Regions from separate parts of the Pan troglodytes genome. Here region 1 is linked to region 2. Evidence: chromatin contacts called from public Hi-C data. All regions are on one chromosome and are shown on one strand. The core of a region is the stretch at or near the end of the contact, and the rest is flanking DNA. Distances in the headings are between cores, read along the strand shown.

What was found. Hi-C and Micro-C count contacts between places; a contact is called where the count stands out from the background.
Region 1: a Hi-C map of stem cell-derived neural progenitor cells shows a contact between it and region 2, with 4 times the contacts expected there. The contact joins the enhancer-like site here to the promoter of FBXO42 in region 2. A contact is called at or near these places in 1 of 7 Hi-C or Micro-C datasets (stem cell-derived neural progenitor cells) and 1 of 1 datasets of contacts at active chromatin or transcription factors (stem cell-derived excitatory neurons).

What each region holds. Positions count from the first base shown.
Region 1 is chr1:214,999,350-215,002,878 of NHGRI_mPanTro3-v2.0_pri, reverse strand. ARHGEF19 (Rho guanine nucleotide exchange factor 19) reads right to left here. Exons shown (of 16, transcript XM_009449053.5): 3 at 3,377-3,529; 4 at 3,110-3,218; 5 at 2,957-3,033; 6 at 2,387-2,649; 7 at 1,607-1,767; 8 at 1,358-1,510; 9 at 965-1,094; 10 at 776-850; 11 at 513-602; 12 at 185-345. Among named protein-coding and RNA genes, the nearest start is that of ARHGEF19, 11 kb to the right of the region's middle. Within about 2 kb of position 2,153, at least 12 of the 24 cell types and tissues checked have an H3K27ac peak or open chromatin away from gene starts, as enhancers often do. A contact at or near this core is called in stem cell-derived neural progenitor cells, where this site is marked.
Region 2 is chr1:214,856,837-214,860,500 of NHGRI_mPanTro3-v2.0_pri, reverse strand. FBXO42 (F-box protein 42) reads right to left here and starts at 2,294. Exons shown (of 10, transcript XM_513066.9): 1 at 1,747-2,294. SZRD1 (SUZ RNA binding domain containing 1) reads left to right here and starts at 2,025. Exons shown (of 5, transcript XM_054663088.1): 1 at 2,025-2,399; 2 at 2,792-2,915. The coding sequence starts at 2,856.

The DNA of each region.
Region 1 (3,529 bases), core at 904-3,403, 140 kb before region 2:
ATGGACTTGTCTCATATCTCTGCCTTTGCTTCAGGAGCCTCCAAATCTCAGGGTGCCCTGGCAGCATACCCTGGCACAGGCAGGGACTCCCAGGCCCAGGGATGGACTGGTCATAAGCCCAGTGGTGGGGAGGAAGAGAGCCTGGCTCCAGTTTACCTACCCACCCCTGACTGCCCCGACTCACTCCTTCCGCCGAGAGAGCAGCAAGCAGTCATTGAAGAGGTGGAGGTAGACTGCCTTGCTGGACAGCTTCAGCTTGGCAGGGGGTGCTGCAGGCAGTGGTGCCAGCTCTACCAACTCTCCATGCCGAACCAGCCAGCGGGCCTGAGAGATCAGCGGGAAAATCTAGAGGGATGGAGAAGGATGGGTCAGGCCCAGGGGCACCAGGCAGAGAGCACAAGATGGTAGATGGGAGGGTGTGGGCAGCGATTAACTGGCCTGAAGCCCCCAGGGCAAGGAAGAAACAAGAGCTGCCCCTTGGGGTCCCCATCCCGCTGGCTGCAGACACACACCTTGCCCTCAAAGTGGATCTTCTTGCTCAGGTGGATGAGTTCCTCTGTCCTCTTCATGGACTGTACACTAGCATTGCACTCCTGCACCAGCTGGGGGAGCCGTGGGGAGGTCACCTGCAGCCCCTCAGCTCCGGCTCCCAGAGCCCAGCCTCAGACTCTTGCCTGGGGACCGGAGACTCTGACAGCTGGGGGCTGTTTTAGAGACACGCTGGGGGTCCAGGGGGGCCTCAGGAGCCAAGCAGCCCCTGCCCTGCCCAGCTCACCTCCTTGAGCGCATTGAAGGCCTTGGTGGCCATGTCTTCGTCTTCAGAGCCCTGTGCTGTCCGCTTCAGGATGTTCTGGAAGGTGGGATCAGCACAATGAGGCAGTCCTCATACTCCCCTGAGACCCGGCCCGCCCACAGGTGTATCTCCCTCGCCCAGCCCTCACTGTGGCCTGTCCCCTCGAGGTACCTCCACCAACATCTTGAGGCGGGTGATCCTCTGGAAGGGCAGGATAAGGAAGGAGGTAAGGGGCAGACGCTGGCACACAGGAGACTCCTCCAGGCGAGCCAGGATGCCAGGGAACCTGGGGTTCTCCAGGCTGGAAAATGGGGAGGACTCTGGAATCACAGGTAGGCCTGAATTCCTGGGATCCACAACCCTGGCCATCCACGGGGTACTCAGGGGGCTTCTCAGCACATCCTTACTGCCCTTTGGGGTTGCATCTCACCTTATCCTGGTCACAGAGACCTTTTCAGGGACTCCTCCCCTCCCAGAGTCACCTTGCATCACCCAGCCCTCAGTGCCTACACCTGCCTGAGACTCCCTCCACACCCCCGCCCCTTTCAGAGCCCCCAGCCCTACAGCAGGCGCTGGTAGGTGCGCTCCTGGTAGGCCTGGTTGGTGACATAGGGCAGGTAGACTCTGCGGAAGGCCGGGCAGTGGTCCAGCACCACGTCGCACACGCTGAAGCGCAGCACATCTGCCTCCAGCCGCTGCTCCAGGTCCTGCAGGAACCTGAGGAGTCAGAGCCAGGATGGAGAGCCCAGATCTGGGAGCTGGCCAACCACTGGCTCGGTCCCCACCCCGGGCCAGGCCAGACCACTTCTTCACCTCTCGCTGGTGCTCTTGACCTCGGGCAGTTTGGAAAACAGCCACTGTTTGTCCTGCGCCCCCAGACACTCGCTCAGCTCGGCAGAGCCTAAGAAATGGCCCACAGCCACCGACAGGCTGTGGATGTAGGAGGCCTCGGAGGTGATCAGCTCAAACTTGGCCTGAGGGAGGGCGCACACGGGGTCGAAAGGGCAGGACCAGTTCACCTCGGAGGCCCTGGCCTCGCATCCCCAGACCCCGGGACGCCACACCTCGCGTCCTCGCCCCTTCTCTAGCCCCACTCCTAATCTGGCGCCGGGCGGGCCCGGCGACCCACGTCCCGCCGCGGGCAATTGTGCAAGCCTCGCTTGTCCTCGATCCCGCCCCTCTCCTAAGCCCCGCCCCGACGCGTTCTTCCCAGGGCCCCGCCCACCCCCCAGGTCCCGCCCCTGATCCTGGCCCCGCCTTGTTCCGCGCCCACCAGGCATTTGCTCTCCCAATGGTTCCGCCCCTCATCCGGCCCTGTCCTATCCTAGGCTTCGTCCCGCTGGCTCCGCCCCCTACCCGCACCCAAGCCCGGCTCCCCTCGCTCCTCGCTCAGCGGCTTGCTGTCCTCGCTTCCACACGGCCTCTTGTAGTCAGGTCCTAGAGCCAACCTTCCGCGCGGACAGTTGCGCCAGCAACATCCTTTGTGTGTCCCCCTCCCTCTATGGCCCGGTTCCCGCTAAGTCCCCGGACCGCGTACTCCCCGGCCCGCCCCCGCCTCCGCCCCCGCCCCGCCGGGTCCCCGCGCGCGCCCACCTCCTGCAGCTTGCAGTCCCGCAGGCTCAGCGTGGCCAGGACGCCGCTGCCGCGTACGTCGGGGATATCCTGCCACAGCGAGAAGGTGGAGCCTCGCGCCGAGCGCTGCGCCCGGAAGGAGCTGCTGGGGGAGAGGTTGGCGCGCGGTGGCCCCGGCCCCTCCTCTGCGCCCTCGGCCTCGTCCCCCGGGCCCTCCTCCTCGCGCTGCTGCCGCCGCAGTTCGCGGGCGCTGGCCACGTCGCTGTATTCCTGATAGAGGACGGCTGGGGGAAAGACGGGCGGGCGAGAGCGTGGGGCGCCCGCCAGCCCCTGCCCGGCTTTTCCCCGGTTCCCTCAAGAGCCCGCGTCACTTAACCTTTGCCGCGGTTCGGATATCTGGACACAGTGAATTCATTCATTCATTCATTCCATAAACAAATTGAGCACCTACTGAGTGCTAGATACCGACAGTTCCATTCTCCGTTTCTCACTCGATCCCTACCTCTCAACTCTCCAAACCCTCTTTTCCCCGTTTCCACACCGCAGCCCCTTCCTCCCTTACCTCCTCCCAGGGACCCCCCTCCCACGTACAGTTAAGGAGGAATCGAGACTGGCGCCGCTCGTTGGTGCTCCTGGACCCCAAAGGCGGCTCTTCCTGTGTGTCTAGCCTAGGAAAGAGAGAGCGTCACGGCCCTGGTTCGCCTGCACCCTGTCTCGGACCCAAGCCCAAACGGGAGGTGGTACCTGGGCTCGGACCAATCGCCATGGCCCTCTCGTGAGTCACCAGGGGCTGGCCGCGACACCCGGTCCCCGCTCATCTCTACACTTCGAGCCTCCATTCCAGATGCTTTCCCTGGAGAGGGCGAGAACTGAGGGTGGGGGTTCCAGAGGGTGGGGGTTCCAGAGAGTGGGCCTGGGGCCTGGGCCGGGGCGGCCGGTGAGTGGGCATCCCCCACCCCCACCCCCACCCGGCATCTGGCTGCCCTCAGGGCCCATGGGAGGAGCTGGTACCTTCCCGGGCTGCTCCGATGCCTGACCCAGAGATGAGTGCCCGGGCTGCTGAATTCCGCCCCAGGCGCAGAGAAGAGTGCAGCCGGGTCATCAGCTCCGATGCCGAGAAGCGCCTCCGCTCAGGACCTTCGAGGCTCACTCGGGTGGACCCAG
Region 2 (3,664 bases), core at 1,045-3,544:
GCCTGGGGTGGGGCAGGGTATCGCTTGAGACCAGGAGTTTGAGATCAGTCTGGGCAACATGGTGAAACCCCGTCTCTACTAAAATTACAAAAAAAAAAAAAAAAAATTAGCGGGCGTGGTGGCGCACACCTGTAATCCCAGCTACTCAGGAAGCTGAGGCAGGAGAATAGCTTAAACCCAGGGGATGGAGATTGCAGAGAGCCGAGACTGTGCTACTGCACTCCAGCCTGGATGACAGAGTGAGAGACTGCAAAAAAAAAAAAAAAAAGAAAGAAAGAAAGAAAGAAAATGGTCAAATAATAACCTAAACAGTTGTCATTTTAACAATGAAAAGCTTTTTAAGATACGCAACATGCCTATGGATCAATGTAGATTGAATCATCTATTTATACTGGCTTGTCAAAAGCAAACAGTTACTGGGTATAAAATGAAAACATACAATAGAAAAGACACCCAATCAGATTACACACGTGAATACACTCAAAGTTAGCAATTTAACACAGCATCACTAATGGCCATAAGATATACAGACTTAATTCTAAATATTCAATTCTAAATGATGGTACTTCCCCCAAATTTTCCTTGCCTCTTTAAATCCATGATGTCATCATTCTTAAGCAGAAGTAAAGCCAATTTGTTACAAAAGATATTTTGGTGTGTCCAAGCAAAAGCAATCGCCTCAACAATTCTGCATAGCACAAGTTCAGTGAAGCCATCATTCCTCAAGAAAGAGACCACAAGGCTTCAAACCGACTTCCCTACATGACAGAAACACAATCGAAGTCTCCCAATTAGCATTTAAACAGCAATAAAAGTTGTTCTCAAAAAGGAACAACATAGTTTCAACGTCGGGGCCAGCAACTGCCAGCAAGTAAAACTGGTAATGTGTCAGAATCTTCATCTAGATCGATCAGAATCCCACCACAGAAAAATCCAGACTCTGGCAATTAAGAAATGAGGCTTTTATTTTCCTAACAGAAATCGGGAGATTTAACAGACAAAGCAATTGGTTATTCTGAATCTTAACAAACCGAAGGTTTCAAACGAACTCAGCGCTGAAGTTACTCTGCAGCGACCATCAAGATCTCACAATCGTTTTCTCTTTGCTTACAAATTCGTTCCCACCCTCCACCGTTCCCTTTGCACACACAATTCTCGCCAAGAGAAGCCTTCCACAGTCACAGCATGGATTGCTGTCTCAAGCAAGGAGATCCGCAGTTCCCATTTCTCTAGGGGAACACTCAACAAGCTAGGGGATAGGAAAGGCCTTTTGTGTTTTATTTAACGTAAACCAATTCCAAAATTATCCCTTTGCAGCTGCAGGTTCAGAGATGCTAGCCCCCAGCCGCAGCCCCAATTTTGATGGGCACCCGACCCCCGACTCCTCTCTCGCAAAGGAGTGAAATGTTCGGAGGAGCGATGAAAGATTACCTGACACCCTAAAGCCATCCTTGCCCGGGCCACACACCCCTTCACTGCCCGGGTGAGGGGACGAGAACCACCCTGCTGAGGAGAGGGGGTGGGTTCGCTCCCAACCCAAGGGCTGGCTGGAAAGGAGCTCTCCTCCTCCTCGTCTCACTCGAGGACGGCGATAGCAAGTCACCCTGCCCAACCAGGACCGACCCCCGCGTGGGATACGGGGCCTGCGTCAGACCCCGGGCGCCCGCTGCCCCTTGCCAGTCCCGGGCATAAAGGGCAGAAGGCGCCGGCTCCCCTCTGCGGCCCGGGGAGGAGGAGAGGCCTCACCTGGCCCAGCCCGCTCCACGCTCTCGGGTTCGCTCCGCTGGCGACGGTAATGAGGGAGCCAGGGACAGGGCCAGAGCAGAGGCGCTCTGCCTCAGGCCGCGACAGCCGTGCTCGGGGCTCCTCACAGCTGGCGGGACCCCGAGCCGCCCGGAGCCGCCATCTTCCTCCACTCAAACGCCGCCGCCGCCGCAGCTGCTGCTGCTCAGGCCGGGAGAAGACAGCGCAGAGCGCGCATGCGCCGGGGCGGGCGCGGAGGACGCGCGCGCACTCACGTCAGCGCGGCGGGCTGGCGAGGGGCGGCCAGTGGGCGGCGCAGTGTTGAGAAGGGCCGTGGTCACAGGCCGAGGTTCTGTGGAGGGTGGAATGCGCTCGGGGGAGCGAGGCTTCCGCACCCGCCTTCGCCGCGTCTCTAGCGTCGACCTGATAGCCGCACCCACCCTCCGCTGCACTGTCTGGGGCAACTGGGTGGTTTTCCCGGTGGTTTGAGACTAACATTTAGCCAGGAATTAACTCACTTCTACCCCGAGGGCCCGATGAGCAGAGAGGGCTATGGCGGATGGGAGTGCCCTTGGATATCGCCAAGGGGAGGGAAACTGTGCTTGAGGTGTGCAGGAGAAGTCTTCCCTTAACCGTAGCCTCGTAGCAACCACTGTGTGAGTTCTTACTAGCTCCACTTTTCAGATGAGGAAACTGAGGCACAGAAAACGATCACTTATTTGCCCGGAGTCACACACCTATCAGTGGAGGTGGGGCGGCGCGGGAAAGAGGATTTAAACTCAGGCTTGTCTGGTTCCCAAGCTCCTTTACTTCCTACTAGCTAGGGGATAGGATCCAGCAAAGTCCCCCTTCTCAAGGGAGCAACCTGGTGTGTAGGTGAGAATCTTCATGAGCCCAGCCCTACAGCATGTGGTCTAAGGAAATGCCAGATACAGAGTCAAAGGCTTCAGTCTAAACTCTGTAAGCCAAAAAAACAAAACAAAACAAAACAAAAACCTAAGCCCCCACCCCCCCCAACACCAAACCATCTGAACGGACTTCCTCCTAGGCCAGGGCAGTCTAAAATGTAACCAACCTGAGAGACTGGTTCAGGCCATGACAGGAAGCAGGACATGAGACATGCCTCATTACATCCTTCAGCATTGACATCAACACAACAGACCTTAAGACTGGTAAGAAACATTTACAATTTGTTCTCTCTGGAGCCCACCTGCCACTTGGAGGCTTCACGTGCATGATAAAACTTTGGTGTCCACAATCCCTTATCATAACCCAGACATTCATTTCTATTGATAATAACTTTTTTTTTTTTTGAGACAGGGTCTAACTCTGTTGCCCAGGCTGGAGTCCAGTGATGAGTTCTTGGTTCGCTGCAACCTCTGTCTTTCAGGCTCAAGCTATCCCTCCTACCTTAGCCTCCTGAGTAACTGGGACTACAGGCGGGCACCACCACGCCTGGCTAATTTTTCCATTTTTTTTGTAGACACAGGGTTTCGCCATGTTGTCCACTCTCATCTCAAACTCCTGAGCTCAAGTAATCCACTTGCCTCGGCCTCCCAAAATGCTTGGATTACAGGCCTATTGATAATAACTATTTCAACTCATTGCCAATCAGAAAATGTTTAAATCTGCCTATAATGTGGAAGCCCCCACTTCAAGTTTCCGGTCTTTCTGCACCGAACCAATGTAGTTTTTATTTATTTATTTACTTATTTTTATTTATTTGTTTATTTTTTTGAGACTGAGTCTTGCTCTGTCGCCCAGACTAGAGTGCAGTGGCACCATCTCCGCTCACTGCAACTTCCGCCTCCTGGGTTCAACCGATTCTCCTGCCTCAGCCTCCCGAGTAGCTGGGATTACAGGCGCCCGCCACCGTGCCCAGCTAATTTTTGTATTTTCAGTAGAAAATACAAAATTCAGT